5 separate regions of the Mus musculus genome follow, and all the other regions are linked to region 5. Evidence: chromatin contacts called from public Micro-C and promoter capture Hi-C data. All regions are on one chromosome and are shown on one strand. Each heading gives the region's core, a stretch centred on a gene start, on an enhancer-like site or on the middle of the called end of the contact. The rest is flanking DNA. Distances are from core to core; before and after follow the strand shown. Region 1 holds the start of Uevld (UEV and lactate/malate dehyrogenase domains). Region 2 holds the start of Spty2d1 (SPT2 chromatin protein domain containing 1). Region 3 holds the start of Ptpn5 (protein tyrosine phosphatase, non-receptor type 5). Region 4 holds the start of Tsg101 (tumor susceptibility gene 101). Region 5 holds the start of Kcnc1 (potassium voltage gated channel, Shaw-related subfamily, member 1).

What was found. Promoter capture Hi-C pulls out the DNA fragments that hold promoters and counts their contacts. A called contact is a pair of places that touch in the nucleus more often than the background predicts.
Region 1: a Micro-C map of embryonic stem cells shows a contact between it and region 5, with 1.9 times the contacts expected there. The contact joins the promoter of Uevld here to the promoter of Kcnc1 in region 5. A contact is called at or near these places in 2 of 39 promoter capture datasets (cranial neural crest and frontonasal cranial neural crest), 2 of 484 Hi-C or Micro-C datasets (both in embryonic stem cells) and 1 of 115 datasets of contacts at active chromatin or transcription factors (memory CD8 T cells).
Region 2: a contact with region 5 is called in a promoter capture Hi-C map of embryonic stem cells, with 3 times the contacts expected there. The contact joins the promoter of Spty2d1 here to the promoter of Kcnc1 in region 5. A contact is called at or near these places in 2 of 39 promoter capture datasets (embryonic stem cells and stem cell-derived epiblast-like cells), 1 of 15 datasets of contacts at CTCF or cohesin (embryonic stem cells), 5 of 484 Hi-C or Micro-C datasets (CD8 T cells and embryonic stem cells), 1 of 115 datasets of contacts at active chromatin or transcription factors (pro-B cells) and 1 of 9 other capture datasets (liver).
Region 3: a contact with region 5 is called in a promoter capture Hi-C map of embryonic stem cells, with 3 times the contacts expected there. The contact joins the promoter of Ptpn5 here to the promoter of Kcnc1 in region 5.
Region 4: a Micro-C map of embryonic stem cells shows a contact between it and region 5, with 2.9 times the contacts expected there. The contact joins the promoter of Tsg101 here to the promoter of Kcnc1 in region 5. A contact is called at or near these places in 1 of 39 promoter capture datasets (cranial neural crest), 3 of 484 Hi-C or Micro-C datasets (CD4 T cells, centrocytes and embryonic stem cells), 1 of 115 datasets of contacts at active chromatin or transcription factors (memory CD8 T cells) and 1 of 9 other capture datasets (liver).

What each region holds. Positions count from the first base shown.
Region 1 is chr7:46,956,923-46,962,364 of GRCm38.p6, reverse strand. Uevld (UEV and lactate/malate dehyrogenase domains) reads left to right here and starts at 3,847. Exons shown (of 12, transcript NM_001040695.1): 1 at 3,847-3,974. The coding sequence starts at 3,933. Gm39012 (a long non-coding RNA gene) reads right to left here and starts at 4,482. Exons shown (of 2, transcript XR_882075.3): 1 at 4,102-4,482.
Region 2 is chr7:47,005,610-47,011,073 of GRCm38.p6, reverse strand. Spty2d1 (SPT2 chromatin protein domain containing 1) reads left to right here and starts at 2,660. Exons shown (of 6, transcript NM_175318.4): 1 at 2,660-2,999. The coding sequence starts at 2,940. Gm32031 (predicted gene, 32031) reads right to left here and starts at 2,520. Exons shown (of 2, transcript NR_166573.1): 1 at 2,481-2,520; 2 at 2,066-2,350.
Region 3 is chr7:47,128,373-47,134,193 of GRCm38.p6, reverse strand. Ptpn5 (protein tyrosine phosphatase, non-receptor type 5) reads left to right here and starts at 1,596. Exons shown (of 14, transcript NM_001163565.1): 1 at 1,596-1,916.
Region 4 is chr7:46,918,079-46,924,297 of GRCm38.p6, reverse strand. It overlaps Tsg101 (tumor susceptibility gene 101), which reads left to right and starts at 4,329. Exons shown (of 10, transcript NM_021884.4): 1 at 4,329-4,477. The coding sequence starts at 4,436. Uevld (UEV and lactate/malate dehyrogenase domains) reads left to right here. Exons shown (of 12, transcript NM_001040695.1): 12 at 1-1,082.
Region 5 is chr7:46,394,698-46,400,964 of GRCm38.p6, reverse strand. It overlaps Kcnc1 (potassium voltage gated channel, Shaw-related subfamily, member 1), which reads right to left and starts at 4,497. Exons shown (of 4, transcript NM_001112739.2): 1 at 2,718-4,497. The coding sequence starts at 3,287.

The DNA of each region.
Region 1 (5,442 bases), core at 2,598-5,097, 560 kb before region 5:
GGCAGCCATGGCCAAACCAGAGTACTGAAACAAATGACTTCAGAAACCAACCTGCTTACTCAGGCCTTGGTGCCAGCTAGTGGCCTCCCTGTGTAAGAGATGTCTGAAACAAATGACTTCTAGAAAAAGAGGTAAGGGGGGCCACCCTAAAAATAAAAAATGCCCCCACTTGAAAAAGAAAAAGATGCCCAGGGTAACCCTAAAACTAGAGGGGAACCCACCAGCTTCCTTATAATTAACAGAGCTCAACACTCTATCTTGCTAAAACCTGAAGATAAAGTCTCTTCAACAGCTTATAAATGACTTCATGGTAGCAACAGGAACAAAAAATGCCTAGAGGAGTCCCAGACCTCTTGGAGGCCCAGGGATATTTGGACCATCCATCCTCCACTAAGAAGGCCCTACTATGCCAACCACAGGTGACCTCCCTAGATCCAGGGGGAAATATATTAAGAGAAGGTCAGAAGTGGCTCTCTGAAACCAGAAAGAAATTTCTACACAAGCTTTGGGGTTGCCTGAAGTGACTAAGCCCTTCCATCTCTTCATGAACGAGAGATCTGGGATCCGAAAGGGGTATTGACTCAGACTCTGGCCCTGGCACAAGCCAGTGGCCTACCTGTCACAGAAATGAGACCCAGGAACAACTGTTTGCAAATCATCACAAATGGCCCTCCTGGTCAAAGATGCTAACAAACTGTCACTGGGGCAAAGCCTGTCCATCACCAATGCCAAAATGACACATTACCAGTCTCTCCTCTTAAATGCCCCCAGGATAACCTTTCTGGCCCCTGCTGCCCCAAGCTCAGCTACCCTGCTGGCTGACCTGGACCTCAAGGGGCCTCTGCATGACTGCTCAGACATTTTGGCCCACATCCACAGGACCAGACGAGATCTTCAGGATTTCCCCCTTGACGGATGCAGAGGTAACATGGTTCGCCAAATGCAACAGCTTCATTCAGGATGGACAGAGGTATGCTGGGTCAGTGTGGTCTCAAACACACACACAAGTTGCTTATCATAGAGCTAAGCTCAGTACTGATAGAATTTGCCCTGAGCCTCAGAGCTAGGTCAGTTCATTCCTCTGTTGGATAGAAGCCATCCCACAAAATACTAACAACAGATAAGGTCGCTGAGCCCATGGAAAAGTGAGACACAACTGAACCAAGAACAAGGAAATACCAAACAGGTTCCTGTTGGCTAAGACCAGCTGCCCCGGCTGCTTTGTCAGTCATTGCTGGTTATAGCCTTCCTTTTTCCAAGTGTACCCATCTTACATACAACCTTCACAGGGAAGTTAGTCACTGAAACGTGTCTGCTTCTGATAGCACTAGTCCAGAGTGAGCCCTTTCTTCCTTAGAGCTTCCTCCAGGTGTCCAAATCCTCAAACACTTCAGACACCGTCTCCCTGAGCTGTACTGCTGTCCCTCCCTGTAAGGAGCAGGAGACCTAGTTTCTTCCTTTCTTTTTGTTAAATATTATTTTATGTATGTTAGTACACTGCAGCTGTCTTCAGACACACCAGAAGAGGGCACTGGATCCCATTACAGGTGGTTAGGAGCCACCATGTAGTTGCTGGGAATTGAACTCAGGACTTCTGGAAGAGCAGTCTGTGCTCTTAACTGCCGAGCCATCTCTCTCTCCAGCCCAAAGCCTAGTTTCTTAAGTACAGCTATGTTCCAGCCTCTGGCAGGAAGGTCTTCATAAACCAGAGTCCTAGGAGAAAGCCCCATAGTACAGTGTCCTGACCTCACTCCTTCGGGATTGTCTTGAAGGCAGCTGAAACACCCTGCCTGGCAGCTGGCAGTACAGGTCTGCCACAGAGCTGGGGACCTGATTTCCATCCCCAGCATCCAAAACATTTCTCAGACTAGCCCTAGAGTTTCTGTTTGCCTAAGTCTATATCTTTCATACTAATTGTTTCAATTTAGCCACTCCACAACGTATAAATATTTCAAAATATCAACTATACCAACAAATAGATACAATTTCATATCAACAAATAAGTTCTTCAAAATTCTCTTGTTTATTTACTCATCTTTATTTTATGTGTGTGAGCTGCCTGTATGTGCACCATAAGAGTGCCTAGTGTTGGGGACTGGAGAGATGGCTCAGCCGTTAAGAGCACTGACTGCTCTTCCAGAGGTCCTGAGTTCAATTCCCAGCAACTACATGGTGGCTCACAACCATCAGTAATGGGATCTGATGCCTTCTTCTGGTGTGTCTGAAGATAGCAACAGTGTACTCACATACAATAAATAAATAAATCTTTAAAAAAAAAAAAAAGAGTGCCTGGTGTCAGAAAAGGGTAGGAGAGGGAGGGCACAAGGGCATCAGATCCCCTAAAATTAGAGTTATACATAGCCTTGAGCTGCTATGTGGGAATTGAACCTTGTTCCTGTTCAAGAACAGCAACTGCCCTTAACAGCTAAACCATCTGTCTACCTGCCTGCATTTAACATTTTGCAATTAAATGTGTGTCTATGTGTGTTCATGTGTGTGCACATGCATGTGTATGTGTGTGTGTGTGTATGTGTGTGTGTGTGTGTGTGTGCGCGCGCGCGCGCGTGCACATGAGTGCAGGTGCCCTGGAAGCCCAGAGATGCCCTATACCCCTGGAGCCAGGGTTACAGTTGGCATAACTACTGAGCCATCTCTCTAGCCCCAGGAGTCTGCACTTCTAACAAGTTATTGTGAGTGTTCTATGCCAGAGACAAAGATGGATTTTGCTAGCTATAAAGCTGGAGGAACCTCAACTCAGGGGGTCTCACCTCAGCTGCAGCAGGGATCTTGACTGCTACTGCACAAAGACTTTGAGGAGATATTAGAATGAAAAAGATAGTTCATTAAGCAGAAATACAAGGCACACTTAAAATATTATGTGGCTTAAGGAGAATGAGCTATAAGATTGCTTTTTCAATGTGGTGGTATACTTATTTCTTCATAGAATTCTTCTAAGGTAAGTAATATTATAAGGTGATTTATGAAGACCATATAGACATGGATCAAAAGAATAAAAGCCATTTTGCTATGTGTAGGTCAAGACTGATGTGTTTTGATTCTAAGCATAGCTTACTAGCCATTTTAATAATCTTGTTAGTGACACTTGTCAGGAAAAAGAGTCTTATTTCTGTGCAGTTGGTTTTTGGTTAGTCGTGACAATATTATTTTTGAAATTTGTTTTTACTTTATGTGTACGGGTGTTTTGCCTGCAAGTACAGTGCAGAAGTAGCTCACCACGAACACGCAGCGCCCAGAAGAGGGTGTGAGAAGCTATTCAACTGGAGTTATAGGTGGTTCTCACTCTGTGTAGCCCTGGCTGTCCTGGAACTCACTTTGTAGACCAGGTTGGCAGAGACCAGCCTGACCCTGTCTCCTGAATGCTGGGATTTAAAATCGTGCGTCACCATCACCCGGCAAAACCTTGATTTTGAACATTAAAATTCGGCTACACTTTTTGACTTTGATAATTCTCCCCCACCCCCCAATTTTGTGCTGAATTCTAGTCTCCCAGGAAACTCGCATGTCGCTTGCATCTGTTCGTTCTTTGGTTCTTCCTAGCTAAATTCCCACCCCCACCCCACCCACCCCCAGCAAGCGGGCGGTATTTTTCCACCTCGCAGGGCGCTCCAGTCCCCGGAGCCCTGGGCGGCTGTCAGTCTCTAGTTTAGGGTAAAGGTAGATGCAGAACCCGCGGGAGTCCTCGGACTGGAAAGGGCGGGGTGGGACGGGGCGGGGCTCTGAGATCTGGTCTCCGGGTCTAGTCGATACCTGACTGACGGGGCGCGGCGTCTGGATGCATCCTACCCGAGCTCCGCCTACTGCAGAAGGCGGGGACCGTCCTCTGCGGAAGTTTGGGCCCGTGCGGCCTCCGTTCCCAGCGTGTTTTGAAACAAGCCCAGTGACTGCGGCCGAAGAACGCGCCCCTGCTGACCATGGAGTTCGACTGTGAGGGCGTGAGACGGCTGCTAGGCAAGGTGCAGGCAGGTCGGGGGGCGGACGGGACCTAGCATTCTCGTCACTGCGCGTCGCCCCAGCCCATTCCCCCCACCCCATGTCCTTTTTTCCAAGATTGTTTTGTCGTTTTGACACACCCATACATACTCTTTCCCAGGCTGGCCTGGAAGTCGCGGCAATCCTCCTGCTTCAGCCTCCCGGTGCTGGGGTCACAGGCAGGCGGTGCCTCGCCCCCCTTGAATGAGTCACTCCCTGCTAGTGTCTCTACCTGCTTTGAGAAATCCGGGTTATCACCTTGTGGAAGCCATTCTCCGCCGTGCTTCCTCCTGGAGCGTTTGTGACTGTACACTGTACTCTTGTCTCTGTAGTCCTCTCATCTAGCACTGTGGTCACATTGTAGGTACTCACAACGAGAACCCCGCAGACGCGAGTGCAGGCCTGGACAGGGCTTTACTGTGGAAAGGTGGATGGAGGTTTCTTCCACCCTCAAGTCTCTACCCACCCCACCCCCAGGCTGTATGCTCAGCATTCCTGACTCCCGCCCTCGAGCATACTAGGGCTGTCTAGTTCAGAGGTTACCTTGTTTAGTGATCCTGGCCGTTCAGATTGCCCTGGAAGAGCCCTGAAACATGATTCTGTGCTGATATTCTTGGACGTAGGGGGTGTCTCTTTGTCGGGACAGTTTTTACACTTGTAAGAGTTTTAAGAGCTCCTAAAGTTGAAATCGTGTATGTAGTTGATTCTGATGGTTTAGCTTACAGTTACAGGTGTAGGTTGATTGAGTTGGTTGTAAGACTTCTCATTTGCAAAAAGAAAAAAGAGAAAAAGAAGCCTGGTGTGGTGGCACACGGCTTTAATCCAGGCACTCAGGAGGCAGAAACAGGTAGCTCTCTGTGAGTTGAGGCCAGCCTGCTCTACATAGTAAAGTTCTGGACAGCCAGGGCTACATAATGAGACAAAATACAAAAAAAAAATCTAGACCAGGCTGGCCTCAAACTCACCAAGATTCTCCTGCCTCTGCCTAGCAAGGGCTTGGGATCAAAGGCATTCATCAGTACAGCTGCCCTGTGAAGCTGAGACTGTGTTCCAGTCCACAGCAGTGCAGATAGGTACGGGGGAGTTCTGAGTTCCCCACGTCCTCGCCAGCACTTACTGTTGTCTCATTTTGATTATGGTTTGTATCTTGATTATGCTGCGATTTCGCCAAACTTTTTTGTTCATTTCCAAGGTTATTGTGGCTGTTCTAAGTCTCACGAGTGTCCATATCAATTGGTGTTTAATGGTGAGGTATGTGTGTGCTGCAGACCAAAACCAGGCCTTCTGGATATCCTAAGCAACTGCTTTATCGTTTAGATACATCTCCAGCCCAGTTTTCAGACTTTTGTAACAGCTGAAGTTTCACTAAGGGATTACGCCAAACCTTTCGGGAAATGTGATGATCATGACGATCTTAGATCCACAAACACAGGATACTTTCCCACTTAAAAC
Region 2 (5,464 bases), core at 1,411-3,910, 610 kb before region 5:
AAGCCTTGCCCTGATAGACATTCCGGGCTCCCGAACTACCAAAACTGTCCTGTGTGACAGTGGTGGGGGGCCCAAGCTAGCTCGAACAGAATAAAGACCCTTCTATGAGTTGCATCATATTGGCTTCTTTGTGTGTTTTGGGGGATCACCAACATTTCCCTGGCACAACAATCTTATTTCTTGTTTGTTTGTTTGTTTGTTTGTTTTTTCAGACAGGGTTTCTCTGTATAGCCCTGGCTGTCCTGGAACTCACTTTGTAGACCAGGCTGGCCTCGAACTCAGAAATCCGCCTACCTCTGCCTCCCAAGTGCTGGGATTAAAGGCATGAGTCACCACTGCCCAGCTAACAATCTTATTTCTTATCACCGTAAATATACCTGCTAAGTCCTTGATTCAATCTGTACTCACGTTCCAACTGCAACTCTATTAAATTCTAATTTTGCCAGCTGAAGTATAGGAGACCCAACTAAATCCAATTTCAGAAGCATAAGAAAGGTTTTAACTGCCATTTATTTGCAAACTCTAGCAACGCTCCACTCTGCACTTTCCTTAATCAGTGGTTACTACTTTCTGTGTTATAGTTACTCATGATCAATCTGCTGAATTAATTGTTTCTCCTTGTAAAGGTAGTGTAACGGTTGTCAACTTGACTATATCTGGAATGAACTACAATCCAGAATTGGAGGGCTCACCTGTGATCCAGATCTTGAAGCTGGAAGACACAAGTTTCTGACCTGGATCTTGGCAAGGAAATTTCTGAGTTCAAGGTCAGCCTGGGGCAAAGCAAGTCCCAGATCCAGGCTTGGTGGTACACACACACCTTTAATCTGGGCCACACCTTACGTTGGACCACACCTTATGCAAGGCCACACCTTATGCTGGAGCCTATATAAGGACACTGGAAGAAGGAAGAATCACTTTTTTTTTTGCCTTAACTTACTTGCTAGGAGATCTGTTGGAACTTCCACAGAAGACCAGCCAAGACGACTAGCCTTGTGGGACTAAGTACTAGATTCTTGGACTTCCCATTCATAGTTGGCCATCGTTGGACTACAAACTGTAAATAATCACAATAAATTCCCTCACTATAGAGACATTTCATAAGTTCTGTGACTCTAAAGAACCCTGACTAATACAGATAGGGGTTCTGCCATTCCCTTACTCCTGACTGAATTACCACAAGCAGCGGCAGTAATTTAACATTAGCTACTGTGCATGTTCTCTCTCTCTCTCTCTCTCTCTCTCTCTCTCTGACACACACGCATGCGTGTGCGCGCGCACACACACACACACACACACACACACACGCACACACACATATACGCATGCTCATTACTACTATATAGTTACTGACAGTTTCATGGGTACACATTTACAGCAGCTCAGATGAGCTAATTTAACATGGAAGAGACATGCCCTGTTTAGTAGTGCACAACTAAGTTCTGGTATTCTATGGAGCCCTTACTAATATACAGGCAAAAACACTCACACACAAAAATGTATATACGTATGTATTAAAAAGCATCTATAAGTACAAAAAAAGTATCTATAAAAGGAATATTATGTTGAGTTAGGGGCGGGTTCTTAAGATATCTGAGGCTGAGGAAGAGAAAAATTTCTACACTGCCAGCCAGTGATGGTGCATGCCTTTAATCCTTGCACTTGGGAAGCAGAGGCGGGTGGAACTCTGTGAGTGTGAGGCTAGCCTAGTCAACAGAGTAATTTCAGTACAGCCAGAGCTACACAGACAAACCTTGTCTAGGAAAGGAAAGGAAAGGAAAGGAAAGGAAAGGAAAGGAAAGGAAAGGAAAGGAAAGGAAAGGAAATTTAAAATTCTAGGGGGAAGGCAGGCTTCATCTTGGTCTTTTACTCAGCCTGAAGTGGAGCCATTCCAATACAGGCGCTCACATCATCACAGAATAAGGTCTATTGTATACACTCACCCTTTCAGCTGTACAAAAAATAGTAAATAATGCAGCCACCCCCACAGTCCAGTTTAGGGGTATTTCCATCACACCAAACCGGTCCGTAGCCCATTCCCACCCCCAGACTCAGGTATACCTAGTTATTCACGTCTACTTTATTGAGTCGAAATGACCAAATTCAAGATAACGCAAAAGAAAGTCAGGCTAGACTCCCAATGAATGCACTATATTCTGCAGTGCGTCAGAGTCAAGTTCTGCTTGGCATGTGACGAAGGTCTTCGCTCTTTCCCTAGGTTTTTAAAAGAACATCAGGTGCCTCCAGGAGATAACTGGCGTCCCAGGGACAGGATTCTTGTGCGCATGCGTAGCTTCGGGGCTCCAGCGAAACGAAACCGAGATCCCTTGCTCCAGACCTGTCGCACCAGCTGTTGGAATACCGTCATTTGGAATCTGTACATCCACGCGTGACACCTACAGAGCCCAGCTCTAGAAGGGGGTCGGGTCTCTCTTCTTCTCCACCCCCCCCCCTCCCACCCCACCCTCCCCGGATCTCACACTGAAACCCTCTCTCGCCGCGAAGATCCTCGGGCTGACCGCTCTCCCCGCCCCCTTTAGCCACACCCCTAAACTGCCATTTTGCGTCTGATTGGCTAGTAAAAGCCTCAGTCCCACCCATTTGAGCCAACGCCAACGGCCACGTACCCGTTTTCCGTGTCTTATCTCCGAAAGCGGAAGTTGCGCAAATACTTGCGAGCGCTGCGGAGGCGCTGAGCGTGTGTGTGTGAGTGTGTGTGTGTATGTGTGTATACATACACACACATACTTCGTATTCGGCGGCAGCGCGGGGGCGGTACACGGCATTAGAAGGCGCCGGAAGTGTCGGTGTCGAGGGGCGGCGAGAGAAGGGCCACCAAGGCAAGCCAGTCAGTAGCGCTTAGGCTCAGCGAGAGGCAAGACTCGCATCCACCGCGTCCCGAGTCCCCGGCCCAGCCGGGCTTTTCTCTTCGGCCAGACATGGACTTCAGGGAAATCCTCTTGATCGCTTCCAAAGGACAAGGTGTCAACCACGTACCGGTGAGTCCCCGGGGTTGCTGTAGGAAACCCGGGCGTCAAGTTCGTGTGTGGTGGGTGGAACTTCTCGGGGAGCGTCTGTCGGCCTCGGGAAAGCCTGAACTACGCACGCCCTCTTCTGGAGTTTTAGCGGAGGTGTGGGTACACGGGAGCTGGGGATGGAAAAGGGAGCGCTTTCTTGGGGTCGCTTTCGCCAGCTCCTGTGCCCTGAAAAGTAGGCTTTGCGGCTTTCGGTGTTTTTAAGAGTTGCGCAAAGTCGGGGGGGATAAGCCGCGCCTGACTGAATACTGTGTAGCATTAGTAGCGCCTGGCGTCGAATAAACTTCAGCCCCTAAATTGAGGACCAGTATAGTCAGGAAACTCGGGGACTTTTAAGAACTTTAAGGACTTGTCCTGATAGCCTTTGGGTCTTTTAGCGGGTCGAATACGGATTTCCAGGTGAACGTTTTGTGATTTCTTGAAAGCGTTCTCCGGTTCGTGGCCCCACCCACTGAACCAAAGATGGTATCACCTGCCAAGGAGGTATCTTCTGTTGGAAAGAGTTCAGGGCTTTGCAGGAAATCCATAGCCAACTGTGAGGTGATCATGTGGGCTGCGGGTGTGCTGGTAGACCTTTTATTTGCCGTATGTCCCTTGGATCTATCGGTTCCCTGTGCGAACGGATTGGGCAAAGCCTTTTTCAGCTTTCATTTCCTAGTGGGCTTCCAGATTTTTAGGTTCCGTTTGCTCAGTAAATGTGTGAGTTTGATAGTATTTTCAGAGGTAAATACTGAAGTGGTCCCACATCTGCTTTCTGGGGTTATAGCTGTTTTGCATAAACTACTCATTTCTGGATCACCAGAAGGTACCCACAGAACAGCTGTAAACCGATATATCGCAATGTGATACCCGAGATTTAATCTGTGAAGTGTCCAACTTAAAAGAACCTTCTAGAGTCAATCAGTTGGAATTTGCGATCTCACTTGGATTCTGCATTTCCTAATTTTGTATGTTGCAGTATTTTTTCCTATCTTGTCACTTCCTGTCAAATCCAGCCTATTTTTTAACCCTTGAGTATATCTACCTAAATTAATGAGTAAACGTAGTTATATTTGTATGCATGCACACACACACACACACACACACACATATATGTCCCACCCTGATAATAATCACTCAATAAGATTCTGCTAAGCCACATCTCATCAGCCTTGCAGGTTTTGCTGTGGGCACAAGCCTTTATGCATTTGTACTTTATGCATTTGTAGATTATCTAGTCACATTACTGTTAGATATCATAATCATGTTTGCATAATTTGGTCTGTATTTTATCTTAAATTTTCTTGAATCTCGAGAAAAGTTTAAAAGAAAAACAAAAAAACAAAAACAGATACTAGCTTTAGTGCCCAAGAATTGTCTTGTGGAAGAATCAGAACCCAGATTTAGAAAGCCAATATCTGGTTGGGTGTAATGGCTCATACCTTTAATACCAGCACTCACAGAGGCAGGAGGATCTTGTGAGTCCAAAGCCAGCTTGGTCTACACCAGGACAGTCAGGGCTAAGGAGAGAGACCCTGTCTCAAAAAACTAAAAAAAAAGAAGGGAGAGAGAGAGAGAATGAGAATGAATGAATTAGAGAGAGAGAATGAGAATGAATGAATTAGAGAGAGAATGAGAATGAATGAATTAGAGAGAGAGAGAATGAGAATGAATGAATTACTAAAAGCCAAAGCTTCTGGGAAAAGGGCAGACAGATCATCCTAGAGCAGAAAAATTTTAAATGCGTGATACTTAGAGAGTACGTGTATTGGTTGCTTTGTGATTGTACTCTGTGAAGTGATTTACATTTATAAACCATCCTTCCCTCCCCTAAAAGAGAGAGTAAACTTAGAGGTTTGGCTCAGTGTGCATCCTTAACTTCTTTATCTTTTACACGGAATGAAAGCCATAAAAAAGAAATCAATTGGAATAAAACAAGGTAAATAGTGTTAAATTTAATCCATGATCTTGCTTAATCTGACCCATCTATCCAGCTTAATTTTATCAGCTCAGGATAATTTGAACGCTGATTAAACACAGAGTATTAACAAATTCCCATGTCCCGTGCTTTATATTTAATATACATCAACACAGGTTGTATTACATGTGTGTTGCTTTCATGTTGCTGTTTCCTCGGTGCTCTGCTGTTTATTTCCGGGCCCTATCTCCAGATCCCTCACATGCTTCTGAAAAGTAGCAAGGCCCCAAGGCCCCTCACTTTCATGATGTGGGTGGGTGGGTGAGAGAGAGTCACAGAAAGATCCACTGAGTTTAGATGCATGAGCATTGGGGAGGCATGGCCAGTTTACCAGAGACTGCATCACCAAAGAAATCACGTCCCCTCCCTGAGCATCCATTACCCACTAGCTCAGCCACCTTTATTCCCTACCTCAAAGAGTTCCTTTCCTATTGCTGTGATAAGACGCAATGACCAAGGCAGCTTATAGAAG
Region 3 (5,821 bases), core at 347-2,846, 740 kb before region 5:
TCTCTGGAAACACAGCTTTAGCTGTCCCTTGGATGAAATGGAGAACCGCTATAGGCTGTGGGATAAAGGACTGATATTTCTCTCAGACCACCGCATAGAGGATGATCTGAGGGTGGCCAGGGAGGTTCCAAGGAGAAGGTGACACTTGGTGTTGAGAATTGCACAAAGAATGGGGGTTTGTGGGAGGATGCATTCCAGGCTAAAGCACAGTGAGGTCAATGGCCTAGAGATGGGAGAACAGCAGTTTGGTGACAGGGGAAAACTGCAAGGCAGCATAAGAAACCGGAGCACCTCTGGGTACACAAAAACGAAGGTTTTAACTACCATAGGAAAACACGAGGAGCAGGCCTGCAATCCTAACTAGGAGAATCACCAAAGACCTCATGGAAGTAGCACATTAAAGAGGTAACGGGAGAAAGGGAAGCCATATGGCTTTCTGGAGCGGAGAGATTAACAATGTGAAGGTCCTGGGGCCTGAGAGGCTGCCATCTTGGTTATGGCCACAGATTGGGAGGAAGGAGTGAAGGGCAGGAAGTGAAGTTAGAGCATTAAAGGACGCCTGCTCATGAAGACCCTCCCAGGCTATAACGGGCGCTTTGGTGAATGCAATGGCCATCGGCTGTGGGAGTTCTGACAAAGGATAGATGCAACCTGGTGCGCATTTCTTTCTTTCTTCCTTTTTTTCCTGGTGCGCTTTTCAAAAGGATCGCTCGGAGTACTCTGTAAAGAAACAGCTGCAGGTGGCCAGGGACGGAAGACTAGTAAAGAGGCTACTGCGGAAATTTAAGCTACAGAGGAGAGCAGTGGCTGGAACCATTCTTTTTAGTAGCCGCGTCCTGCTTCTCATTTTCGCCATGTAAAACTGCTGCGTGTGCGATCCACTCTGCCCCCACAGAGCCTGCAGTGGGGTGAAATGTCAGGAACAAGCCCCGGAGAAGGTAAGATTGGAAAAAATGCCACAACTGGGCAGCCCTTGGAACCCTGGCGCCCACATGAAAGCAAAGCGGATGGGTGCCTGTCCCGCTGCATAAGTCAGGAGAGCTAACCCCGATGGAGAGAGAGGTGTCCACCCGCTCTTGCTCTACAGAGACAGAAAAAGAAGGAGTGGGAAGTAAGGCGCCTCCTCCGAGTCCTGGAACAGGTCCTGAGCTCCCGGGTATGCAGTGCTCCGCGGGTACAGGTGCCAGCTACAGCATCCCCCTGTGCACCAACACTCCCAACCCAGTTCTGACCCCTTTGTCTAGCTTGCCTCTACCCTCATCCATCTGTCTGTCCGTCCTGCTCCAGATAAAATGTGTACAGCCCTAGTGGGGTCCCTCTGGCGGTTGCCGTAGTCGCGCAGCCCCGACCCGGGGCTCCGGAGAGAAGAAAATCATGAATGAAATGGATGCGGCGCTCCCACTCCCCCGCCCTCTCAGTCCAGGCAACCTTGGCATGGGGGCGGCGCCTGTGGGGACTCCGTACAGAGTTGTGGCGGGTGAGGGGGCACTGGAGATGGGATCCCATGTTAAGGGTCTGTGGTCCGCCCCTCTAGAGCCCTAGGCGATGCTGGAGCTCCCCACCCCCACCCCGCCAAGCGGGCGAGCCCTGCGCAATTCCCGGGGAGCGGCGCAAGCCCGTCCGGGGGCGGGGCGGAGCCCGGGCTGGGGGTGCCCAGCAGACCCGGCAGCTGCACCCGCGACTCTGCAGTTCAGGCGCATTTGGTGGGGCGATTGGGCAGGGAGCACGCAAGGAGAGCGGGACTGAGGGCTCCGCGGACAGACCGACAGACGGACGCCCCCGCACACGCAGACGCACCGAGCTCCGCACGGCCCCTGTCACACACAGACAGGGACACACGCAGACACGCACACTCGCGCGCTCACATCCTCCCGCCAGCCTGCTTGTCCGCCGGCGCCTGGAGCCCGCTCTGGCCGGTAAGTGCGGCGCCTTTGTGTGAGAAGCCGGGAGGCATTGGTACGGGGTCCCCTCTGGGGCGGCAGCGAAATTGACATCTCCTCCAATCCACCGAACCCAGGAGCCCGAGTCCGCCCCCGCCACGCCCCCCGTAGGGAGCCCCAAAGACTGGAAGTGGGGTCCCCAATGCAGGGGAGGGGGCTTGTGGTTGGGGACCACGGAAGGAGCGGCCGCCACTCCCCGTGCTCTTGCGTGGTTCCAAGGAGGGATTCAGATAGTGGACCAGGTCTGAGCTTCTGCGGCCCAGGCTGGTGTGCAGCTCTCAGCTGCAGCGCCTCTGAACCCCCAGAGAGGGGTGATGGAAATGGTAGCTAGCCAGCTGGTTGCCAAATTGTGCCTTCCCCGAGACCCTTTAGCCATCCGCCACTGGGTTCCAAAATAGATTCCCGGTGCATTTCCCCTCCCCCCGACATATTGCTTTTTTTTTTTTTTCCTGGAGGAGGCCCAGGCTCCTACAAAGCTTGGGTCAGAATCCTCATCAAGGATCAATTAGAGAGTGAAGTAGCATCTTGGGGCCGGGAAAAAAAAAAACTCATTTGATAGCTTCATTCTCCAGACAGGGAAACTGAGGCCAGTGAGGTGGTAAGGCCAAGGTCACTAGCGAGTTAGTAGCACAGCATGCATCGGAATCTGGGGCGCTTGGTTTTTATACCCATTTTCTCCCCCTACACAATCAGACCTAATCCCCAGGAAACCCCAGAGCCCAGAAATTCACGTGAGTACGCCAGGTGAGTCTTGACAGTGCTGGCCCTTCCCCCAACTGAAGCTGAAGATGCCATTCATTTCCTGTCATCCTTGCTGGTTTAAAAAAAAAAAATGGGAGTGGGTGCTTTAATTTGCCTCATTTCGCCTCTAGGGGGGCTCTGTTTTGCAAGCATCCATGGTTTGGAAGGTAATTTGGAGAATGAAGCAGAAATTCGATTCCTGGCGTGGCTCTAGCCCTTCCAGGAGTTGCTAAGCCTGAGGGTCCCCAGTTGGACCAGGTGATGTGGCATTCCATGCTTCATCTCTTCACTTAACTTTGGGATGACCACACGCCTTCCCAGTCAGGCACTCTGCCGTCCTCCATGAGCACCCACTTTTGCTCATCCAACCATGTCTTTGTAGAGGTCTAATCATCCTTCCTTTATGGAGTCCCCCAGGTCCCCACTGATGGCTCTTTTTCTTGCTGTTTACGAAGGCTGGCCTCTTGGTATTGCTGAGAAAGCTGACAAGGAAGCTTGAGTTACAGCTGCACCAGGCTCCCTCAAGGGCAGCTAGGTGTCCCCATGCAGAGTGGGCTGTCTGGTGACAGAAGGTGCCAAGAGAGGCTGGCTAGAGAGTTCAACCACAACTTGATGGAGAAAAGATGAAGTTGGTCACCTTGGAGAGTTCAGATGAGATAGGGTCCAAGTTAAGATCAAGTTCAGTATCTAGGGGCATGAGGCTGTCTCAAGGGCTTTCTTCTTGAGTTAGGTAAGCAGCCTAACATGGAGCAGGGCAGAGGTGGCCTCATAACAGCTCCAGGAACCACCACTGGCATCGTTAGTCTAAGTAGATGGTACCCTCCTCCTCCTAAGAGGCACCATTTACACTGACCTCATAAAGAACTGTGGCACTTAGGTGTGGGATATGCCAAAGCCCCCACCCTGAGAGAGGGACACCTTGGTCCTAGGTCCAGCTCCTCCTCCTCCTCCTCCTCCTCGCCACTGTGTAGTTCAGAGGTTTCTTGTAACCTCTCTGCAGCACACTTTCTCCTTAAGGAAAATTCTCTCATGTCCAGGATTTCAGGTCTGCACTATTCATTGGGGTTAGCCGGGGGGCGGGGGGGGGGGGGTCGGGGGAGGGGAAGAGCATTTATTTATATGACTACTCTGGGCCTGGTTTCCTCTTCTTTCACTTTGTGAGGGAATGTTGACTGACTTAAAGAGATAATGCATGTAGGTTACTGAGCACAGTTCCCAGGACAGAGGGAGGACTCAGGAATGGATTGATGCTTACAACATTCGTGCCTTTGCTTTGCAGAGATGCCCTCCACTTGTTCCCCTCTTCAGATCCTTTGAGGACGTGGGATTTTAAGTCCTCTCAGTGATCCTCCCTAGAGCCAGCCCTCTCCTGCTGACCTATGCCTCTATCCCCTGTGAGACATCCATGTCAACACCCTGGTGGACTTTTGCTTTCCAGTTAGTTTGCAGTTATTTAGATTGAATGATTAGGTGATGCATCTTTACACAGTGTCAAGGCTTTTCTTACCCTTGGTCACCTGTATTTCCTCTGCACGGTACAACAGTGATGCCGAGAGCTTCAACCACTCCATTAAGCAGGTGGGGAAGTTAGGACAAAAATACAAAGACTCCAAGCTAGATGGGACAGCCTGTTGTCAGGGAGCGCAAGTAGGAAAAGATGGCAGTAGCCTATGGATAGATAACAAGGGCCTGGACTGGGGGTGGTTTGAAGAATGGATAGAAAAGAGATCTGGCATCAGCAAGAGGTCTCTTGTCACGGAAACCTGCAGAACAAACAAGGCAGATAACCTACTAAAAAAGTTTAGAAGGGCAGATTTCTTCTTCTTGAGAATCAAGGTGGTTTCTTGAAGTTCACTGGTACCCGAGATAGGTCTAAGTGATTTGTATATTAGAAGACAGTTGGGATGCTTCCAAGAGGTAGAAACAGCCTGAGCAGGGAGCAGACAGATTCAAGGACTTGGAACATGGTCAGAAACTGAAAAGTGATCCATCCCCACTGAAGCCAAGAGTTAAAACTAACTCATGACAAGGTTTTGGTGGTGGTGGTGCTGGGGCACTGGGTGCCAAGCCAAGGAATTGGATTCATTGTCGAGTGAAGGAGAGATATAATCAGACCTGCTACAAGGAGAACAAGCTAGATGGGGCAGCCTGTTGTCAGGGAGCGCAAGTAGGAAAAGATGGCAGTAGCCTATGGATAGATAACAAGGGCCTGGACTGGGGGTGGTTAGAAGAATGGATAGAAAAGAGATCTGGCATCAGCAAGAGGTCTCTTGTCACGGAAACCTGCAGGTGACTTGATTTGGGCGCTTCAGGGAAAGAGGAGAAAGGGATGGCATGGCTTTGTGGTTTGAATGGCTGATGCTACCATTCACAAAAAGAATCCGCCAGGAGGGGGAAGGAGACTCTGAACGAATAGGAGTGGCTGACAGGAGCCATGATGACTCCTGATGCAAGGCTTTGCTGGCCAAGCACCTGATACAGTCAAAAGCCAGTTCATCCATTCATCCTCCGATGCATAGACACACCCATGATGTGCTGGCTTGTTGTAGGTTCCAGAGATGTATTGCTGAAAAAGACAAACTTCCTACACCAGGAAAGACAGAAAATAAAAACCTAAGCAAGATAAAATGCTTGAGGTTTGCCTCTGGAGCAGGATAAAGCAGAAGGAGTAAGTGGTGGGTAAGGGCAGAGGATGGGACTCTCGTTAAACAAAACTGCCTTGTAGGAGCTGATATCTAATCAAAGCCCTGGAGGAAGTGAGGAGGAGACTTGAGAGAGCAGTCCTTTCTAGAAGAGGTTACATGTGCAAGAGCTCTGGGATAAGAATAGATGGGTGTTTCTAAGGAACCTTGTGTTGCTTGCTATAAGAGGTAGGCAAGGGAGAAGTCTGGCAAGGAAAAGGGCATGAAAGAGGGCAGGGCCCATCATGCGGCTGCTTATAGGTCTGAGGAATGAGACCTAGAACACATTGGTGTTAATGAGTCCAAGAGGACCTGAGTCCTATTTGTGTATTCTTAGTGCCTAGCAAAATAGCCCTAGTGCTATACAGTGACTCACTAAATATAGTCTTCGAAGGGATGAATATTGGAACTGGCCAGTCATGTATCAGATTTCACATCTCAGACTTTCCTGAATCAATA
Region 4 (6,219 bases), core at 3,080-5,579, 520 kb before region 5:
TTTTGAGACTAACCTCAAAGTCAACTCTTAGCAATCATCTGCCTAATCTCCTGGGCATTGGCGGCCATGCCCAGCAACAAGTCTTACATTGTTTGTGGGGATCTAATCCAGGGTCTGATGCATGTTAGGCAGGTTCCTCCCCAACCCTGTGTCTATAATCTAATCCTAAAACTCTCTTGAACAATAAACCAACTGCAGAGTGCTGTAACAATGAACTACCGAGAACTATGTTATAGAAAGAAACGTCAGATATTTATTAAATACTCATCATTAGCCAAGGATTTTGTTAGTTTGACCTCATCCCCGGGTTGCAGTACAGAAGCCTCACACTTCTTTGAGTTAAGTAGCAATTGTACGTTCCTCCTCAGTCAGGTGGTGCCATCACAGCCACCTAACTTTGATTTAATTATTAACAGTTACTCTATGTGGTGACTTTCATTTTTTTTCTAATCATTTATTGGTTTGGATGATGTTGACTTGATTAACCTAAATACTGTATTAGTCTCCAAACCAATTGGAAATGTACAGTGTTTGCATATTTCTCATGTGAAGCACAAGGACAGGATCAGAACTCCTGTTCATTCACTAAGGTGATGACCTACCATATGAGAAGGTTCAACTCTATATCAAGTTATAAATCCTGACTTTTTTGTCTTGTTATATTCTGAAATGCAGGCTTTGTGAAAACTGAAAACTTTGTAAAAGATTTATTTCTTCATTTAAAAAAGTACTGTCAATAAAACATTGCTTTTCCTCCTTGCTATGTGAAAGGAAACTTTCATTTTTCCCAAAGCACGCGGAATCTCAAGATTTTTTTTTTAATTTTTTTTATTAGGTATTTTCCTCGTTTACATTTTCAATGCTATCCCAAAGGTCCCCCATATCCACCCCCCCAATCCCCTACCCACCCATTCCCCCTTTTTGGCCCTGCCGTTCCCCTGTACTGGGGCATCTAAGATTTTTATTGGGTCTTGGATTAAAATGCTTTTTGATACTATAAAATATATTTTTTATTTTCCAATTTACATTGTTTCCTTAAATATCAAAAATAATGAATGAAATAAACTTTTATTTTAAAAGGACTATCTGCTGTCTGATTAAGTGAAAGAAGATACATTCAAATTAAAGAAGGATTTCATAGCATTCTCCGAACAACCATATCTTATTCATTTAAGTGACTTAAATATAAGATGAAGAAAGTGGCCTTTATCAGTTATTTCTTTAAAAAAAATTGTTTTGGTTTGTTTTTTTGACACAGGGTTTCTCTGTGTAGCCCTGGCTGTCCTGGAACTCACTCTGTAGACCAGGCTGGCCTCAAACTCAAAAGCTCTGCCTGATCTGCCTGCCTCTGCCTCCTGAGCGCTGGGATTAAAGGTGTGTGCTGTCACCAACCGGTTTAGTTGTTTTTAATTTTAAATGTGACTTTTCAAACAAGATAATGCTATATAGCCATTGCAGGCCGTGATCTCTTGATTCTTCTCCTTTGGCCTTCCAAGGACTTGATTTCTAAATTAAGATGGTCATACCTGGTTAGAAAGCTTCTAAAGCAGTATATTCCATAGTAGTCCTCCAATTCATAGAAACGCTGGTTAAAGGAACTTTAACTACATGTGTAGAGATGCTCTAGTTAAAGGGACTTCTCAGTAAGCTGTAGCTTTAAGAAAAGTTTAAAATGAGTGCTTCTCAGTTATGTTTAAAGACATCGTGGGAGCCGGGCAGTGGTGGTGCACGCCTTTAATCCCAGCACTTGGGAGGCAGAGGCAGGTGGATTTCTGAGTTCGAGGCCAGCCTGGTCTACAAAATGAGTTCCAGGACAGCCAAGACTATACAGAGAAACCCTGTCTCAAAAAACCAGAAAAAAAAAGAGGGAGACATAAGGCATTCAGTGCCCTCCATCACTCATCCTGTTGGCAACAAGCCAGAGAAATTTACTGTACGGACTACCATCGCATTTTCACACTCCATTTAACCATAGAAACTAAATTCCAGGTCCCAGGCCCCAGGGAAGCTAAAGATTTCTCAACAGCTGAACAGCTTTTGTTGTAAGGAAACAGTTGTCTAAGTCCAGACATCTCAAGGACAACTTCTCCATCTTTCGGACAGGGTCAAACTAAGTTCATGTTCCCAGGCCCAGGGACCAACTTTGATCCTAATTGACGGAAACTCCCTTGCTCAACCCATTGTGTCAAAATATGATTGGACAATGCTATAGCCCACCCCACTCCCCCTTGCTTTATGGTTTCATCCTTTAAATAAGCTGTTCAACATCTCTTCAGTGTCCACTCCCAAGTATGCTCTGCTGCCCTGACAAAAAAGTAAATTTTTGTCATCTGCACTGACCTAGCATTTGAGTTAAGTTGAATTTAAGAGGACCCCACAACAGTCTCCTCCTGAGCCTGGGGCTTACCTCTTTGTGAGGCCGGAAGTCAGCAAGCCCCAGCCATCCTTCTTCACCCCTCTTGAAGCTGGTAGTATAGATGTTGCTACAGTCATGGGTGGGAATACCCTGTGAAACCTGAAGTCTGGCCTTCAGACTTGTAGAACAAGTGCTTTTAACCCCTTAAGCCCTCTCCCCAGGGCCAAGACGTGATTTTAAACTGAAACAGTGGGTAGTAGGCTAGACTGGAGTTTGACTGGAGCTAAAGTTACTCAAGGCTGATGTTCCCTTTTAAGATAGAGTATGCTGACACCTGCCACGCACTTTCCCTTAGGCCGTCCGTGACCTTGGATTTAGAAAGGAATTGATTATATACTAAGATCACCCAGATGTATTCTCTTTCACTGCTGTCTATACTAGGCTTTATACTTTAGATGATTGTATTTATAAAATGTATTAAGAGGGCTGGTGAGATGGCTCAGCGGGGAAAAGCTCCGACTGCTCTTCCGAAGGTCCTGAGTTCAAATCCCAGCAACCACATGGTGGCTCACAACCATCTGTAATGAGATCTGACGCCCTCTTCTGGAGTGTCTGAAGACAGCTACAGTGTACTTAGACATAATAATAAATAAATCTTTTTTAAAAAATAAAAAGTAATAAGAATTGATGGTTAATATGTCGCTTTTTATTTTAAAGATTATTTTACCAGCATGAGTGTTTTGCCTGCACTGGATGTGTGTGTACCATCTGCATTCCTGGTGCCCATGGAGGCTATCAGGAGTCCCTGTAACTGAGAACCTAACCCTAACCCTCTGCAAGGGCAACAAGTACTCTTTACTGCTGAGCTATCCCTTCAGCCCCTCTAACAAGCATTTATTGGAAATAGAAACTCAATTGAGATTGAGTATCACCTCTTGTATTCTACAAGGCAATTAAGATCTGAAAATTGGGCTGGTGATGAGGCCAGCCTGTCTCCATTTTTAGGCTTGAAAGCCATCAGCATCGTTCCTGTTTATGATTAAATCTGTTTCTCAAGGGTTTGGGCTATGCCCCACCTGTAACCTTATCTTCAAATGTTTCTATACGGCACCCAATGCCTTTGTTTCAAAAGGTTATTATGACCACCTGTCCTTATAACCACCTGTCATGGTCACTTTGTCATGAGTACCTTGTTAAGACCCCCTTGCAACCACGTCTTTGTTTCACAAGATGTGTTATGGCCATTTTGTTCTGTTCCTGTAACCCGCCTATGTACCTGCCAAATCACCCATTTGGAAACTCCCTACCCCTGAGCTATAAGACCAATTTTCTAGCCTATGTCCAAAGCTGACTTCCTGTACACAAATTAAAAGGTTTTAATTAATTGCTTGCTTTAATTAATTTGGCTATGATGATTTGGGTCCATGATCTTGCTCCTTGCCTTTTTGGGATTAACACTGGAGAGGCTTCAAACTCAGAAGTTTGAAGGGGTAAATTCTTTATAATCTGAAAAGAAGCCTGCCCTCAAGCAAGGCAGACTGCGGCCTGTCTAATCTTTATGTGGGCACACTGGAATTGTTAGGGGAAAGTATCCAGAGGAGAAAATTACCGCATAGCTTCCTAACGGGGGAAAAAAAATCTCCTTTGCCCTTGCGAACTTGACATGAAGGGCTTTCGAGCGTTTAAACTGCAGTAACAAAAACGGATGTGATAATCAGAGGTGCCTCGGGCGCAGTCACCTAAAAGTGTCTAGAGTGTCCACGAGCTAGTTCTGTGAGCGACGCGAGCCCAGGACCTTCCGAGCCGCAGCGGGTGGCAAGGCTCGCGAGAGGGCCGGGACTTCGGGACCGCGAAAGGCTTGCAAACAACCGCACCACGGGCACCCGTGGACCGGACCTGATCTCTCGCCCGACTTCGCACCGCAGACCAGCGGCCCCGGAAGTGACGCGCGGGAAGCGGAAGCACAACGTGCCGGCTTCCTGCTTCGCAGGGGCGGGGCGGCGGCGGCGGCGATTGTCTGGCGGCCTGGGGCGGCCCCGTGGCGCCTACCCTCTGCCTGTGGGGACGGAGGAGCGCGCCATGGCGGTGTCCGAGAGTCAGCTGAAGAAGATGATGTCCAAGGTGAGCCCGCGCCCTACGGGGCGGCCCCGCGGGCTGGGCTAGGCCGCCTTCCCTCTGCGGAGCGGCCCTTCCCGCCTTCGCCTCCATAAACAAAAGCGGGGTCGTGCCTGGCGCGGCCGCTGCTGTCTGCCCGGCGCTGCTGACGGTCCCCGCCGGCCGGAGCCCGGCCCTGCTCAGAACCAGTCCCCGCGCGCCTCTCCCCGGCCCAACCCGGCACATCCCACCGGAGCTCGGGAACTCTTGGTGCAATTGGTTCGCTGAAGTAGAGCAGCCAGAAAATCGAGCTTGGCAGCCCTTCCCCGCTCCAGAGAACTCTGCAGTTGCATTCCATTGTTTGCATTAACTGTGATTAACGCAGTTGTTTGCTTGTTTACTTTGAGTTGAACTTAAAAATTCTTACTGCTTGACTGGTTGTGGGTTTTTTTTTTTTCCTCTCACTTTTTAAAAGGCCTTTTGGATATTTTGCACATTAGCTACTTAGTACTTAATACTGCGCATCGGACTCCAGAATGCCTTGCTTTTTGTAATTTACCAAATTTAATTGGAATGAAATTTATGTAACGTAGTTGAGCCCTAACTCCTTTAGTCATTGAAGTTGACTTTGATGCTCTTATCAGAGCAATAATAGAGATCGTGGGGTTAAGAAGTTTCTAGTTTACAAGGAAACACGAATACGCTGGGCGTGGTGGCACAGGCCTTTAATTCCAGCGCTCTGTAGGCAGTTGACGACAGATCAGGACAGATTGTGAGTTCCAGACCAGCCAGGGATACACAGTGAGACCGCATTTCAAAACATAAAATTTTTCTTTTCTTTTTTTCTTCTTTTTTTATTCTTTGTAAAACTAGATCTTTTTTAGTAAAGTCATTTCCCTGAGTCCTTGAAGACCAAACCTCTTGTCTCTTGGTTGTCTAACCATTTAATCTTTTAGGCTTCCTTTTTTTTTTTTTTTTTTTCCCTGTAGTTATCTGTAATGACACAGGGGTCTGGGGGAATGTACGAGGTCCCGGTAAAGGTCGATATAGTACTGTTTTACCTTCAAATCATTTGTTTTTCAAAGCCTCAATTAAGCTTTTAGAAGATGTAGCCCATTAACTTCATCTGATTGGGGATCTCTGTCCTTATCAAGACATTCTGGCTCACCCAGAGAGAGAGACAGACAGTTTTGGTGTTTTAACCTCGCTTCAGATCATTTTTCTCCTTTGAACATCATCTTATCTCCCATCCTAAGCAGACTTTTTTAGCACCATTTTTGGTTGTGATTTTTACCAATTAAGTATATTTCTACAGTTAGTCTATCGTTCTTTATGCAAATAACTCTCTACTTTGTTCATACCAGTAACCTGTTTTTTACATACAATGTTTTACAATAGAAGATGAGTCACTACTAACTGGGGAGGAGAAAGTGGTCATAATAAAAGTTGTTATTGAGTTTGAACTGGTGCCATACATGTTTATGGGTTGGGAGGCAAAGGGAGGTATATCTCTTGAGTTTGAGGCCAGCTTGGTCTTCATAGTGAGACCCTGTCTCCAAAACACAAGCTGCTATTGTTCCATAAATTGTAGGGATCTGACAGTGGGATCAACCAGACTAAAACCTGTACTTCTGAGCTTGATTACGTGGAAGCCACTATCAAAGTCATGGCAATAGCATTGGGAAGTTGACAACAGCTTTGGAAAGTAAAGCGAGAAGAGATGGTGGTGGCAGTGACAGTGCTGAGGCTGTGGCTTTCTTTTGCATGGT
Region 5 (6,267 bases), core at 3,248-5,747:
CAATCTCACATCCAGTTTCTTTGACACAAGTATCTCTCTTACAGTCACACACACACACACACCACACAGGCACACACGCATGTGCTCCCAGAGTCACATCCACTAACATATTTTTATCCTTACACACGAGGAGTCTCTCACACACCCACACAGAATCTCACACACAAGCCTTTCTAGTTTTTGTTTTACACACACAGACTATATCACACATGAGATTTGTGTCTGAAATCTAGAAAGAAAGAAAGAAAAAAAAACCCTAAACCCAGACCCACCAATCTGAGAAGGCTTTTCCAGGCTGTGAGGGGGAGGAGTAAAGAAAGGTGACAGCGGGCGGGCGGGCATCGGCAGAGCAGAGATGGAAGGGGGAGGAGGTGGGCAGCAGGCTGGTCTCTGCGCAGGGCTGCAGCAAGGCAGCGCAATGCAGCTCGGCCAGCCAGGCAGGCAGGCAGCAGGAGCCTGGTTCTAATCCCAGCTCTCCCTTCACTTCCACTCCTTCTATGGGTCTCAGTGTCCTCGTGTGATACCCATGCCTGTGGCCTCTCCAGGAGGCTACCAGAAAAGACAGTAGTTCTGCAATCCTGAGTGCTACCCACCAATACCCTCCTGCACCCCAGTGTCCTCCCCCCCACCTCTGACTGTCCAGCTTCTCCCTGCATGGGTTCTTCAGTAGATGCTCACGTGAGAGTTTCCTGACTTATGGTTTCATACAGACAGGTCCTCAAGCTGTGCTTAGGTGGTTGGTCTATCTGTCTCCATTGAGTGAAGGCCACCTCATAGCCTAGGAATGGCCTGTGGGTGGAGAAAATGGTGTAGGAGGACGGATACACCTTACTGACCCTCACATACCCTGAAACATGGGTACATTGACCAAAGTAGAGTCCACAGTGGCAGGTGGAGGGGCTCAGCCTTCTGCAACTACCTTAAAGAAGTTGGGCCTACTTCAGGCCAAGGTCAAATGTGAGTGGAAGGGCTGCTCTAACCCAGGTCTTGGCCTAGCCTGCGGGTATCTCTCTCCCAGTGTATGCTGGCTCATTCTCCCAGTCCCAGGTTCCAGCCCCTCCCCACAGCTCAGCATAGCCTCCAGTTACATAATCCTCTAGCTGTAGTGGCCTCTGTCATCAAGGAGACAGGGAAGAGGAGAGGCCACCTCTAGTGGTCCCTGGCCTTTCTGGAGAGTAGCAGAGAGTTGGTGGCCATCTCAAGGAAGAATAGGGTCCCAGGAGGCTCTGGTTCAAATTTTACTTGGCCTTCTGCTTCCTACCTGACCTTGGCCAAGATCCTCAGTGGCAACATGGGAGACCAAGTGCTCTCCATTTCTACCCACAATACCTGTTCTAGGATTCAAGGTATGAGGTTTTGAACTGCTGCCCCCACCCCGTATGTCATTCTGTTTTATATTAGCATTAAATCTGTCAGGTGTCTGCCTGTACAGCCCTTCCTTGTCCTTGGGCACCTCAGAACCCTCCCCCTAGCTCCCAAATTTTGTTTGTCCACTGATTTGCTGATTTCAGCTTCTCCTTATTCCTCACCCCCATGCCAGCTCTGGCTCAGTTGCCTGTCTGCAAAAGAGAAGGGCCTGGGGCAGTAAGTAGATGGGCAGAGGTAGTGTTTTGCCTGGAAGGGGCAGAGGTGGCTTATAGACAGGGAGGGACTGTTTCAGATTGCCAACTCTACACATCTCTCTCATCCTTGGTACTCTTCAGGCCAGAGAACAGAGCCCAGGAAGACCTGGAGTGTGTCTTCCACGGTAGCTCTCTCTCTGGGGTCTCTTTCTTGGTCTCAGCAACAGATGGCCCATCAAATGGCCCTTGCAGTCCACCACTCTCCCCATTTTGCAGAAGAAACTAATCCAGGGAGGCCATCTGAAGGGCCAAGGTCAGCAACAGGATATCCTTTCTCCCTTGTAACAATTTGCTGTTTCTAAAGGGGTGTGGCTGAGGAAGACACACCCACTTCACACACTTCTGGGTTCATTCCCCTTAAGGTTTTCCTCTCTGCCAGCCTCTTCCCAGGGGCCAGAGAAAGCAGGAGCTTATGGCTTGGACCTCCCCCAGGCTCTTCCCAGTACGGGGAAGGCAGCTGTTCCAGAGACCACCATTCTCTTATCTCCCGCACCCAGCCCAGATCCACACCAACTACCAAGCTCTTAACTATGAGTAGTCGCAAGACCACTTCCTCAAATGGCTTAAAGGTGGTCCCTGAGGTCTGTCTCTAGCTTCCCAGCAGGCTAAGACACTGTTTCTACTCCAAAGGCTCCCTGACCTAGGAAGAAGGAAGGAGTCTCCCCATCTTTCCCAAACCAAAGGGCAATTCATGCCTTCATGATGTACATCACTAACGGGCACTAACCAGAGTGTGGGGGTGTCACGCACACTCAAACACACACATATGCTCACTTGTTCCTACAGACTTTATCCATCCAAATACACACCAGCGCACAGTTACATAAATATGCATGCACAGCACACACACACACACACACACACACACACACACACACACACACACACTTTCATATACAACCGGCAACACAAACTCATGTATATAAACCCAGTTATCATGGCAAAATCACCCCTTCTCTTACACACGTACACGTACACACCCCCTTCGTGTTCAGAACACTCTGGGCACTCACTGTCCACTGCACCCTGCCCGCAGGAAGCGGCAAAGGCTGCCTTTCCGGGTCAGGTTCTTCCGATGGATAAGCAGTCACTTACCCGCGCGTAGCGGGATGAGTAGGGGTCCTCGAACAGCGCCCAGATGCGCGGTTGCCAGCGGCGCCAGAAGCCGCCAGGCCGGCCATCTGGGGAGTCACTGAGTGCCAATCTCTTGGTCATCTCCAGCTCGTCCTCGCCGTCGCCCGAGTCGCCGGGGCCGTCGGCGTCCGCGTCGTCGGCGCTGTTGTCCAAGGGCGCACCGCCAAAGCTGTCCAGCGCCTCCTCAGCGTCTCGGTGCTGGCGATAGGTCATCCAGCAGCAGGGCTCCACGTCCGTCTCGTCGATGCCCCAGAAGGCCAGCTCCTCCTCGTAGAGCGGCCCGCACACGTCGGCCGGGCAGTGAAGCTTGCCGGTGCGGTAATAGTTCAGGATGTGAGCGAAGACGCCCGGGTGGCGGTCGAAGAAGAACTCGTCGGCACGCGGGTCATAGTCGAAGTGGCTGTGGGCGTCCGGCTCTGCCAGCCAGGCAAGCCGCGTGCCGGGCAGCGTGCGCAGCGTCGAGCGGTACGTCTGGTGGCGCGTGCCGCCCACGTTGATCACGATGCGCTCGCTCTCGTCCCCTTGGCCCATCGCGGCGCCCCCTTAGGCATGGCGCGGCCCAGCGACACCCATGGGAGCTGCCGCCAGGGGGAGTTGGCGACGGGGAGGGGGGCGCAGGGCCTCTTCCCCCCTCCCCCCAGCCGTCGGGGGGCACAGAGGACCGCGGCTCTGGCCACCCACCCCAACCAACGAGCCAAGCTCCCTCAGGGGGAGCTGTCAGGCAGGTGCGGGTCCAGGGGTGTGTGCACGGGCTCCCTAGGGTCTTTAAGGCGCCTAGTGTGAGAGGGAGCTGGCCTGGCTGCGGAGGAGGCAGTGGAAGAGAGGAGGGAGGTAAAGAGGGAGGGAGGAAGGGAGTGGGGCGGCGCTCAGCGGCGAGGCCCGGGAGGAGGGGAGAGAGGATGGGGGGGCCGGGCTCCCGGTATCATCTCAGCGGGAAAATGGAGAAACCGACACAAAGCTTTTTAGGGGAAGGTCAGCTGCTCCGTTTCGGGGGCCGGACCGATAGACCAGCCCCAGCTGGGAAAGAGGGGGTTACGAGAAATCCGCGCTTGGCTCTGCGGTGGTCGCTGCAGCGCGCTCCCGGTGCGGTGGGGACGGATGCGGCTTGCTCTCCTCCCTGCGTGACCGGTCCCCTTCGGCTCTCCTTGCCTATCTGCCTACTCCCCTCGGTGGCGGGTGAAGCTGCCTGACCTCCCTCCTCGTTCCTTCTCCCCGCCTCCCGGAGGGGATGGCGGGTCCCCTGGGTAGGGGCACCAGGGTGCTGCCCCGCGGGGCGGCCGCTGAGCGCAGCACCTTGTGCGCTCGGGCTGGGTCAGGGGTTCCGCTGGGCTGCGTTGGGACTCAGGCTTCCGCGGCGGTGCTGAAGGGACAGCTCCCGGACGGCTGCGGAGCTGCGCTGGGCCGAGCGAAGGTTCTCCCGGCCGGGTTTGCTTGGCGGGGCCGGCGGGCACTGGCTCCGGTGTCTCTGCGCCCCGCACTCCGCTCTCTGCTCTAGGAGGGCGGGTGGCGCTGGCAGCCGAGGCGAGGGGCGCTGCCGAGGTCGGGCCCGGTAGGCGGGGGTGGCAGGTCCGGGCGCGGCGCAGCGAGACTGGCGAGGCCAGGGAGGCGAGGCGCGGAGCGGCCACCGCCGCCACCGCCGCCGCCGCGCCGCTGCTGCCTCCGGGCTGCTGCTCCGCTGCCTGCTCGCTTGCTCGTTCGCGCGGTCCGCGTCCAGCCCGCGGCTCTCCGGACACGGGCACACGGCGCGCGCAGCCGCACTCGCCCCCGGAGGGAGGCGCCGCGCTGGGTCCTAAAAAGCCCTGATTCTGCGCCCCCCTCCGAGGCCGGCACCGAACCCCGCCTCCCTCAACCCTGGCGCTGGGGGCGCCCGCCCTTCGTTGCCTCTTGCTCGGTGGGGACCCGCCGACGCTCCGCCCTAGGGGAGCTCCACTTGTTGGGCGGAGGCTCCCAGCGACGTCTGGGCCCGCGCCCCCGTCACACCGAGGTGAGAAGGGCGGCGGCCAGCTCCTCTTCTAACCCAGGAGCCATCTGATACCCTGAGCAGACAAGCCATTCCTTGACCAGGACGAGACTGACCTCTTAAGGAATCTTTTAATACCGACCCTTCCCGGGGAAGCCTGAAGGCCCAATGATTCTTTCAGAGATAACTTCTTACAGGGACTGTAAAATAATACCTTTTTCACCATCCCTCTGTCCTAACTCACCATTAATGATCAATCCCGAGCCCCTCTTGATCCCTTTGGCCCCTTTCAGGCCTTGAACCCTTCCTGATTCTAGGGTGGCTTAGTCACAACCATGACAGACAGACCTCAGTTTACCCAGAAAACTGAACTACCTTATGAAAACATGCACAAAGACTGCTCAGCCCCTTGAATACTGGCGGCCTCGCTCCCCTTCAGGCACTCTGGGTGGTGAGCCATGCATGTCCAGGGCTGTGGTCCCTACATACTGGAAGTTAATGCTGGGGACAGAGATCGTATTTCTAACTTCAAAGTCCTTCTGGCCCACGCTTGCCACTCACCCCTAGGTTTATTTAATCAACAGTCATTAGCTCTCATTCCGTACTTGCTCCAGATTCTCTACCAAGTACAAAAATCACACGGGACAAGTCAGACCCAGCTCTCAACCTCCAGGGACTCCCAGCTTTTTAAAGAAGTGAGCAGGTGGGATTGAGAGGGACTGGAAGGTCAGGCCCAGCTCCAGAGGCCACTGGGCTATGAAAGATGCTTATTGATTCCTGTCCACTACAATCGAACAGGCTGCCCCGGCACAGGGGATTTAATTAAGAAGCGAGAGACTCTTACCTGTTGGCTAACAGTGCAGATAGCTGTCTGTCTATACTGACCCCCAGGCACTGTTGCGAGCCTAGGGACAAACCTGTGACCTATCTCCCCACCTGATCGTGGGAATCACAGCACTAATTAAAACAGATCTTCATGTCACAGGGGGAAAGTGCGGGGAGGTAGAGAGGGGGTGAGAGGCGGGAGGCAGAGAGGCAGAGTTATCAGAAAGGGGCAGAGATGGACAGACAAAGAGGAGAAAAGTCTGAGGAGACCTCTTCCCTCCAGAAACTAATCACAGCGTTCCTCCAGACAGCCATTCCCTTTGGTCTCAGAGTGAGGCAGGATAGATGGCTTTCAGTGCCCTTCTCTCTCTGGCCAGAGTCTGTCCCATCTCCTGGTCCAGAGTGATGCACCTCCAGCCTGGCCCTGATTCAGATCCCTAGGACAGTGGCTTTCAGGATGCTCAGCCCAATCCTAAGATTAATAGAGACCCCGGAAGTGAGATTTTTTTTAAAAAGAGGCATGCAGAGACAAGGACATGTACAATCTCAGCTGTGAACGGTCAAGAGGCAGACCGACAAAGGGGCTTCCCTAGACTCTTCCTCAGGAAACCTGAGGAGCCAGCCACAGGGGCTCAGGCTGCCCCCTCTTCCCTGTCTGCAAAGCCACATAGGAGCAGAGCTTGGCTCTCCAAATGTCTCTCTAGTTCAGCTCTCTTTATCAAAGGA